Linked DNA regions of Pan troglodytes: region 2 is linked to region 1. Evidence: chromatin contacts called from public capture Hi-C data. All regions are on one chromosome and are shown on one strand. The core of a region is the stretch at or near the end of the contact, and the rest is flanking DNA. Distances in the headings are between cores, read along the strand shown. Region 1 overlaps LOC134810413 (a long non-coding RNA gene). Region 2 overlaps RAPGEF5 (Rap guanine nucleotide exchange factor 5).

Region 1 (4,671 bases), core at 1,137-3,636:
CAGGTTTGAAGGAGAATAGCAGGAACTCAGTTCGGGACATATTTGGTTTGAGATGTCCACTAGATAGACATGGATTGGAACTAACAATAGTCTCTTTGTACCAAGTCTGACTTGTGTGCTTGATTTAGGGGACTTTCTACATCATCCACATCTGGGATTTCACCAGTCAAAGCCATTCTATGAGCTGGGGTGTTGTGCTGGATGAATACTTGCTAAATAATGATGCTTCAAACCTCCAGGTCCAAGCTCCAAGCATTGTCAGCACAGCCATGTGGAGCAACTTCGATGCACAGAACCTCTTCAAGTCCAACCAAATAGACACCACCCACTTGGGCAACAAGCCATCTCAGAGGGCAACCACCTCATGGGGCTCTCGACACTCTTCCTCTAGCAACCATACTTCAACTTTGACTTCACAGTTTGTTTAGTGCTGCCTTCTCATTCGGGCCTTCCTTTCCAGAAGAAATGTAGAAATATGAATTACACTTCTGTCATTAGAGATTCCAGAGGCTTCAATTAGGCAAGCTGAAATAAAATCTGTCTAAAAGACACGTAGTAATAGGCCTTTGAAACAAGCTTTGAGGTGGTCCCAGACATTCAATTCCAATTTCACATTGCATAGCCAGAAACAAACTTGTACCTCAATGGGAAAGAACTTTTCAGACGGTCCATTATTTTTTTATGTTACCTTCTTTTGTCATCAAAAAATGATCTGGATCTCTTCTCTCCTCCTCACTTAAGTAACTTTTCTTCATGTCCTGGGTCATGCCCCAGGAATTTTTATCTACAAAGTGCTCAGCCGGGCGCACAATGCACATTCGCTGCTTAATAAATATTTGTTGCCTGAGATGCGTGCTGCTGGCATGACCAAAATGTGAGACGTTAGCGACATCTGCTGGGGATATGGTGATGGTGTGCAGAATTTAAGTCAGAAACGCATGTTTTTGAAGGGCTGAGTTAAATCAAATGCCACACTGGGGCACTGTTGGAAGCTTACGTCTACAGTGATGAGGCCATGGCTTTGCAGCTCTTCCTTACCAGGATGTGGTCCAGTGGGTTATTGTTCTCCTACAATATAATGCAGCCTTGTTTTTTTTAAAATACAGAAATCAAGAAGATGGAAAAGGAGCTGAACGGGGGAAAGCTGAGGTTTGCACAGGTCTGTTGGCTCCTAAGAAAATGAAGAAAGTGAGGGCAGGGAAAGGATGGAGAAGCAGGTCTCCAGTCTTCCCCCACTCCGACCGCTGGCCCTCAGGAGAAAGTGCAAGTGTCCAAAAGCAACTTCCCAGCCACTGTCCTTCCCCAGCCTCACCTCTGGCTTCTGCTCCCTGTCCCTGCCCCACACCCCAGGGGACACCTTCCTCAGGTCCACTCCAGCCCAGCTAAAACATTCAGGCACTCACCTCCAGACCTTGGAGCTTATTTGTTCAACAGCCAAGTAGCGAGTGGGGACTTGGGAACACTAGGAGGCGCTGTGCTAAACATGGGTGTACATTCCAGAGCCAGTCCAGGGAGTGTGGTTCCGGAACGGGTGGAGCTTCTGGTGTAGTGGATGTGGACTTTCTGGCCTGGATCTCCTCTCTCCTCCTCACGTAAGTAACTCTTCTTCATGCCCCAGGTCTCAGCACCCCCAGGAAACCTGCACTGGCCCCTCTAGCCTACACCAGATTCCCCCCAACCAAGCACCCTCGTAACACCTGGGTTTACCCCTCTCCAACCAAGTCAGAGCCTCTGAACTAGTTGGCCTGCTCCTCACCTCCCAATACACTAGATGTCCCCTCAAGCACCGGCTGCCTTCTTTACATTTAGGTATCAGTGTTGATCACAAAACCAGAACAAGGTAGGTACTTCTGTGGTCCTGGAAGAGCTATGGTAACTGTCATAGACCCAGGAAAGACGCCGTTTACTACGCAGAGGTGCTGCGGTGAGTGACAGGAGACTCAGCAGCATTGTCACATCACAGAGCAAACCCTGCCTGCTGGGCTTCCAGGCCATGTGAAGGTAGAGATAACCGATGACCTGCTTGATTGAGTGTGGAGCCCATGGGGCTGGTAGGGGTGCCAGGGCTTCAGATCTCTTCCAGTGTTCTGGGGTCTGCCTGTCCCAGGAGCTGGCAGCAATTCCAACACATTCCTGAGCACTTATTGCTAAGGTGAATCCAAGTTCACGTTCCCAGAACAGGTTCCGAGTCAACCACGCCAGAGGTCTGCGCCAGCTGCACTTGGTCTAGGAGGCCTGGGACCACCATCAGCCCATCCTTCCTTGAGGCTCCGGAACAGCATGGGACATTAGCTGAGCTGTGCTCAGAAGCAACTCTCTCGCTGATTAGGGCTGCCGAGAGTCCCATCGTCTGCTCACCTGTCAATCAATCAAGCCTCTTCACTGCCATCCTGACCATCCTGTCAGGGCTGATCACCTTGGCTGCTCACAGAACCCATGAGGACTGAGAATTTCCCAGATCCTCACAATGACTGAGCAGCCCTGCTTCCCTGGACCTTTATAAGCATCTGGAACATACCCAGGTGTGCCAGGTGTGGCCTCCATGGCCTGCCAGAGGAGGGGGCAGGGGGAGTGCAAAGACTGAATCAGACAAAGACTAAGCTTTGTTTCTGCCCCTTCTTCACCCTTTTTTCCCCATGCAAGAGTCTCAAAGGCAGATCCAGAAGGAAAAGTCAGCAACATTCCACCATTCAATTCCTTTTCTTGGCCCCAGTGTGTGCCCTGGGGCCCTTTCGTTCTTTGGCCTGGGTAGAGTGTGTGGCCACACGCTGCTGAAAAGGTCAGGGTCAAGATGCTGGGAGCTGCCAGTGGCGCTAGAGGAACCCATGTTTTCCATTGTGGATTAAAATACCCATTTGCCTGCGGCTGAGCTTCCCCTCCGAATCCAATAGGTCAATAAGGACCAAGGACAAAGCACAAACAGGGCCTGGAAGCCAAGAGATGTCGATAAAAATGGAGATAAATAGGCATTTCAGTGCGGGCAGGCCGTGGGTGTGGGGCATTGTCCTTTCTCTGGCCGGCAGTGCCTGGCCACTTTGTCTCCAAACAGTGCTTCCATTTTAGAGATGCCAGATTGGTTTGGACCCAAAGCTTGACTGTTGCGGGGTGGGCTGAGGTGGGAGTGGGGAGGATTCACACAGAAAAAAAAAAAAAAGCATCCTTCTGGGTGCCAAATGTGGCAGTTCCTCCGTTTCTTTCCAGTACAAAGCCCTCCCAATGCGGAAAACACTCCTTTTTGACCGTGTTACTCTTCTTTCCTTTTAAGAAAATAAGTTCCCAATCTTTGGGTTTTTTAAACAGTGCAAATGCTGGCATTTCAGAGCTGCTTTAGTGTCTTCGGCTAGATGTTGAAAAGAGCCCAGTCGTCTCTCATTATTTCCTCTGCCCCTCAGTTTATTTCATGTAGAGCTCTAATTGAAAGATCCCAGCCGGGTGCAGTGGCTCATGCCTGTAATCCCAGCACTTTTGGAGGCCGAGGCAGGTGGATCACAAGGTCAGGAGATCGACCCACCCTGGCTAACACGGTGAAACCCCGTCTCTACTAAAAATACAAAAAATTAGCCGGGCGTGGTGGCAGACACCTGTAGTCCCACCTACTCGGGAGGCTGAGGCAGGAAAATGGCATGTACCCGGGAGGCGGAGCTTGCAGTGAGCCGAGATGGCGCCACTGCACCCCAGCCTGGGTGACAGAGTGAGACTCCATCTCCAAAAAAAAGAAAAAAAGAAAAGAAAGATCCCTGGAGTATGAGTCAGGAAACACAGGTTCTGCTCCCACTCTACCATCCTTCTGGCACCGTGACCTTGGGCAAGTCATCATCTCTGAGTCGGATTTTCTAACATTTTGTGACTATGCAGAATCACAGGATGGGAGGAGGCATGCCTTAGTTAGTTCACGGGGTCGCTATGTAATAAATGTTTGATTATGTATTGGTGACCTCATTCATGCATTCATCAGATATGCCAGGGATCACAGCAGGCATGAAGATACAAAGTGAAATGAGACCAGTCCCTGCCCATGAACAGGCAGCATGACAACATGATGGACAGAGCACGGATTTTCTGAGGGATACAGCCAGGTCCCACCCCTAATTAGCTTCTTGAGCTCAGCTAAGTTCTTAAAACTTCTCTGAGCCTTGACTTTCTCATCTGCATGATGGATTATTTTATAGGTTGACAACTCGTCCTGGTTTGCCTGAGACTGAAGGGCATCCTGGGACACAGAACTTCCAGTGCTAAAACCTAGAAAATCCCAGGCATATCAAGATGAGTTGGTCACTTAGAGGACAGATGAATTGAAATGACATACAGAAATGGACTCACACTGTGCCCTGCATCTAATAGCTGCTCTATAAATGTAGTCACACAAAAACGTGCTCCTCACATGGTAAAAGAAAAATAAAATGAAACAAATAGGTGAGTGCAAAATAATTGCAGTTTTTGAATTGTTGGAATTTGCTGTATAATACTGGAATCCATTCTTAAATAAATGTGGTTATGTTATACATCATTTTAATGGACATTTATCGCTTTATGTTTGCTAATGACTTATCACTTGCTGTTTATTTTATGTGTATTTAAACTATAGAAATGATGTTAGACATAAAGCAAATTCAAGTGATTTTCTTATTCGAGTTCAAAATGGGTCGTAAAATAGCAGAGACAACTCATAAC
Region 2 (4,671 bases), core at 1,075-3,574, 190 kb before region 1:
CAAAATAGCACCTCCACCACCCCCTCACTTCTGCCTCCTTTGTTCTCCTTATCCTGCCTGGTTTTTTCTTACTACCTGATGTTTATTAGCAACATGAGACATCCCTTGGCCTCCTTAGTTTCTGAAATGGTGATGGATTCACACTCTCTGGCCAGAGAGCTTAAGTTCAAGTCTGCTATTCCGAAGTCCGAAGCCTACCCTTTGTACTCCTAACTTAACTTTTCCTAATTAGATCCTCATGACACTGGGAGAGGAGGAAATACCGTGTGGGTAAACAAACTTTTTTTTTTTTTAGTATTTTTCAAAAAATTTTTGTGATGGAACTTGGCATAAGATTTGTATTGGCATCATAAGTGAACAAAATTTCCACTTATTACTTTAAACTGTTTTTGTAAAAAGTGTTATGAAATCAGCTAGTCCTAGTCTTTGTGATTACTCATTACCTCCTCTCCCAAGGAAACACTAAGTCCTTCAAAATTTCCATTGTTTATAGACAAGGCTTATTTCAGGTGTGGGAACAGATTGCTTATCTTTATCAGAGTACACTTATATTTAAGAGTAGTACAGGAATTTTGCAAAAATTGGACATCTAGGCCTGATTATATTAGCATTTGAAATTGAGCCATCTAATTAAATATTAAACATTAATACTCAAATCCTCAAAATCAAATGTGAAAAATCTAATTTTATTCAGTTTAGATTAATATATAACTATACACTCTGGACTCTTAATGAAACCTTTCCCATTCATAATTCCCGTTTAGTACATTTTTTCTATAAGCATAACTAGTAGCCGGATGCTGTGAAAAATCATCTTCTCTTGAGAAGGTGAACAGTGTTTGTATTCATGATATCAAAGATCTCAAGAAAAATCTAATTCTCATTCTTCCACCATCCCACTTCTTTTTTCATAGGAATTTGCTTTGTTAAGCAAAACTTACTTGTCTAGAATATAGACATCATGGGTAGGGGAAATGGGGAGATGTTGATCAAAGCATACAAACTTTCATTTATTAAATTGAGCAAGTTCTGGAGGTCTAATGTACAGCATGAGTGGTGATGGGTGTTAATAAGTTTGATTGTGCTAATCACAGTGTATTCACAAATAATCATGTGGCACACCTTGAATAGATATCTTTGTTAATTACATATTTTTAAGTATAAAAAGATTTTGGCTTTATGCTAAGTGAGATGGGAAGTCATTCAAGGATTTTGAGTAGAGGGACATGAACTAACTTACATTTTAGCAAGACTATGCTGGCTTCTGGGTCCAGGTGAGAGATGTTGTGGCTGGGACCACAGTGGCAGTGATGGAGGTGTTGAGACATGGTCAGGTGAGAGATATGTCTTGAAGAGCCAGTAGGATTTCAGGGTGGATACAAGGCAGAGTATGAGAGAAAGGGGTTCAAGGATGACTTCCAGTTGGAAGGATGGAGTTGCCATCAATTAAGGTGACGAAGACTATAGGAAGGGCAGGGCTTTTTGTTATTTTCCTTTTGGGTAGGAGTGGACATAATGATAATGCATCCAGTTTGATGGTTAGAGGGATGAGGGTGGAGGACCATAGGTTTTTGTCATCTCTGCATCCTCACAGTGACACCCTTAGATATTGCAGACCTCTTGAACTTACAGAGACATCTGCCTAGAGCACCAGGACTCAGCACTCTCCCCTGGAGAGTTATCAGTTCTGGCTTGGGGCACTGGTAAGCAGAGACCTTGAAAGGTAACCCAGGGAATTCCTAAAGGAGAGCATCTGTTGGCATAAACCCTCAGGGAGGGATCTTCCTTCCAGGGGTCACTCTATTTCTCTTCTCTTTCTGTCTTACGTCACTTGTCACTGTCATTACCTGCTGATTCCAGTAAGAGTTTCTTTATTTTCTTTCTCTAATCACTGACAAACTAGACCCAGAGCTTCTCTCTCTCTCTCTCTCTCTCTCTCATTCACGAGCAGCACAGCTCCCTTTAGTAATAATGGAAAACATGCAAGTGTTATACTTGCTTTTCCTCTGCTGCATCTGTTTCCTTATTTATTTTGATTGGATAAGTGAGAACTTTGTCTTTCCTGGGTTGCACTGAAAAGTATTTACACACATTAAAACAGGATGTGTTTAAATTTTGTAAAAGGTACATTTGCTGGAGAAAAGAGAGTCTGGTATTTTTGGGCGATTTAGTCTAGAGCTGAGGAGGAGGTTTAAGGTAAAAAGTGACCGTAGTGGTGAAAGAAAGGAGAGTGGCCGAGTATTGCCTTCTCTCTTCTTTCCCCCTTTTCAGGCTCTCCTGCTGTTGCCTGTTGCTACCAGTCCTGCCTTCGTGACCTTCTTTTACGCCAGGTGAGGGACAGTTGCGTGCTGGTGCAGCGGGGCATGGGGCATGTTAGCAGGGAAGGAAGAGCATTTCCGAATTCTAGAGCTCTCAGTGGGCAAGTGAGGAAAATCCTTGAAGGTTTGGAGTCTGGAGAAGAGCAGGACCAGATCTGGGTTTTAGAAAGGTGATCCTGATATCTTTAGGCATCTGGGTACAAGAAGAGAAACCAGAGACAAGCTTGTTAGAAGGTGGTTAAAATAATTTGTTCAAGCGAAGTTGAGAGCCTAGACTGTCAAAGAGGCTTGGCAGGGAAGGAAGGGAATTGAGAGGATCTGGTGACTTCCCAAAGGCCGGAGTGAGGAGGGAAGGGATGGCTCTAGGGTGAACAGGACCCATGATTCCAAGGGGAGAGCTGAGGGCAGGAGGTAAGAGAGGAGTTCAGTGTGAGTTAGGTTGAATTAGCCTGTAAGGTACCCATGTGGGTGAAAATAAAGTTCCTGGAATTGCCACATAGAGCCACTTTGAAGGCAGATGGAAAAACAGGGCAATCTCAGGGGAGAGCCAGAAGCTAGAGAGATACTTGGGAGTTCTGGGCTTAAATCTTGGTGATTGAGGTGATAACAGTGGGATATGGGCTGTGGGACAGCTCTTGGGAGATCATCACTCTGTCCCTCTTACACATATTTCCTTAAGAGATGTTTTTGCTAAGGCATGGTTTGTGCTGGAAGATCAATGAAAGACACTTTTGCTTCCAAACAGGGACTAAATTGTTTGTCACTAAAACAGCAGCAGCTCAACTGTTAGTTACCAGTCTCATATACAAGAGCTTCTCTTGGAATTTTGAGTTCCTTTCAGCAGCTTGTTGAAAACAGATTCATGAGAGAATCTGTGCTAGTGCAAAATACCTCATGCTCGTTAACTAATACTTCGGGTGTCTGTTGGGGCCTGAGAAACATGAAAAGGCACAACCAGCCCATGTGTCACTACAGACACAGACAAAGCAGCAGAAGCCCTTGTTTTGTTCTCTTGCCTCTAGTGCCTTTGGTTCTTAATTTCCTGTCTTTTCAGTCACCTCAGCTTAATCACATAAATCTGGTTTGGTGGTTGAGGTTATAAAGCGTTTCCAGTCTGTTCTCAGTATAACCACAGAAGCCTTGTGAATAGAGAATCTTAATAATAAAGCTTGTTCGAAATACTCATCATCCAGGTAACCTTATTAAAAAAAGATCCCAAGTTATAATGCTCAGTTCCCACAGTTTTTATTGGGCAGATTGTTAGCAAGCATCTCGAACACTTTGCTGCATGAGCGCTTAAGTTATTTGACAACATCAGCACTGCTTCATACCTGTATCTTGCAATTTTTGTAAAGGCAGTGGTTTGTAGTGCATTGCTGTGATTTGAAGGGTGGGACTTTCTTTCTGGAAAAGGGTTTAATAACATTTACAGAAACAAGAAGGCAATGCCAGAATTGATCCAACTGGCATTTCCTTTCTTAAAGAGCTGCTTTTCAGCTGTCCCATGAGCTGGGAGAAGCCCTCCTGCCCCATAAGGCTGGCGTTACAGCTGACACACTGTAGTTACTGAGATTGAAATCAATCGCTGGACTGTGATGCTGTTAATACTGCTCTGCAGGGCAGTTACCTCCAATCCCCCCTCCGCCCCCTGTCCACAGCATACATTGAAAGGGATTGCTTGTGGAAATAGATCTTGGAGACAATTTTATATATTCAATTGCATTAGTCAATTTTTTTCTTTGACCAAACTAGGAAAAAATGTAGTTTATAAGATTGTTCTTAAGAAGTAGATAATTTTGTCTGTTAGAATATACATTTGGTGAAGTCTTTTTTCATGAATTAAGTTAAAAAGATCGTTTTCCCCAAACAAACAAACAAACTGATCTTACATTGTTACACATCTCATTAGTTATTTAACACGTGCATAATATTCTTAGCTTCTTAGCTGGGCGGTAATCTCTTGAGAAAGCAAATACAAAGCTATACAAAACTTCTGCATTTTTGTATTCCTCATAATTCCCATAGTGGTATTAGGCCTATAATAATACCGTTTTATAGTAAGTTTGTTTTGGCTAAAACTCAATTTCAGTGGAAAGTTCACATTTCATATTTTCAAAATCTGGATTCCATTTAAATTTAGAGGAAATTTCAGCACTTAACCACCTTTTATTTGCATCTACCTTCTGTGCAAGCCCATATATTTTACAACTGGCATGTCAGGGTTATTCTGCTGTATCATGGGGTGAGTAATACCCCATCCTCAGGATTCAATTGGTGCATTGTAAAGAGTTTCTTGCTAATTGATTTTGTGAGAACATTTGGCCTGCAAGAGGATTATGTTCCTATGGAGTTA

Evidence for each region. Capture Hi-C pulls out chosen DNA fragments and counts their contacts.
Region 2: a capture Hi-C map of stem cell-derived neural stem cells shows a contact between it and region 1, with 5 times the contacts expected there. The contact joins two enhancer-like sites. A contact is called at or near these places in 2 of 7 Hi-C or Micro-C datasets (both in induced pluripotent stem cells) and 1 of 1 other capture datasets (stem cell-derived neural stem cells).

The regions. Positions count from the first base shown.
Region 1 is chr6:27,939,581-27,944,251 of NHGRI_mPanTro3-v2.0_pri, reverse strand. LOC134810413 (a long non-coding RNA gene) reads left to right here. Exons shown (of 3, transcript XR_010158355.1): 2 at 1,107-1,159; 3 at 1,501-1,588. Among named protein-coding and RNA genes, the nearest start is that of CDCA7L, 170 kb to the right of the region's middle. Within about 2 kb of position 2,386, at least 6 of the 24 cell types and tissues checked have an H3K27ac peak or open chromatin away from gene starts, as enhancers often do. A contact at or near this core is called in stem cell-derived neural stem cells, where this site is marked.
Region 2 is chr6:28,125,559-28,130,229 of NHGRI_mPanTro3-v2.0_pri, reverse strand. The region is part of intron 5 of RAPGEF5 (Rap guanine nucleotide exchange factor 5); the gene reads left to right. Among named protein-coding and RNA genes, the nearest start is that of RAPGEF5, 64 kb to the left of the region's middle. Within about 2 kb of position 2,324, at least 7 of the 24 cell types and tissues checked have an H3K27ac peak or open chromatin away from gene starts, as enhancers often do. A contact at or near this core is called in stem cell-derived neural stem cells, where this site is marked.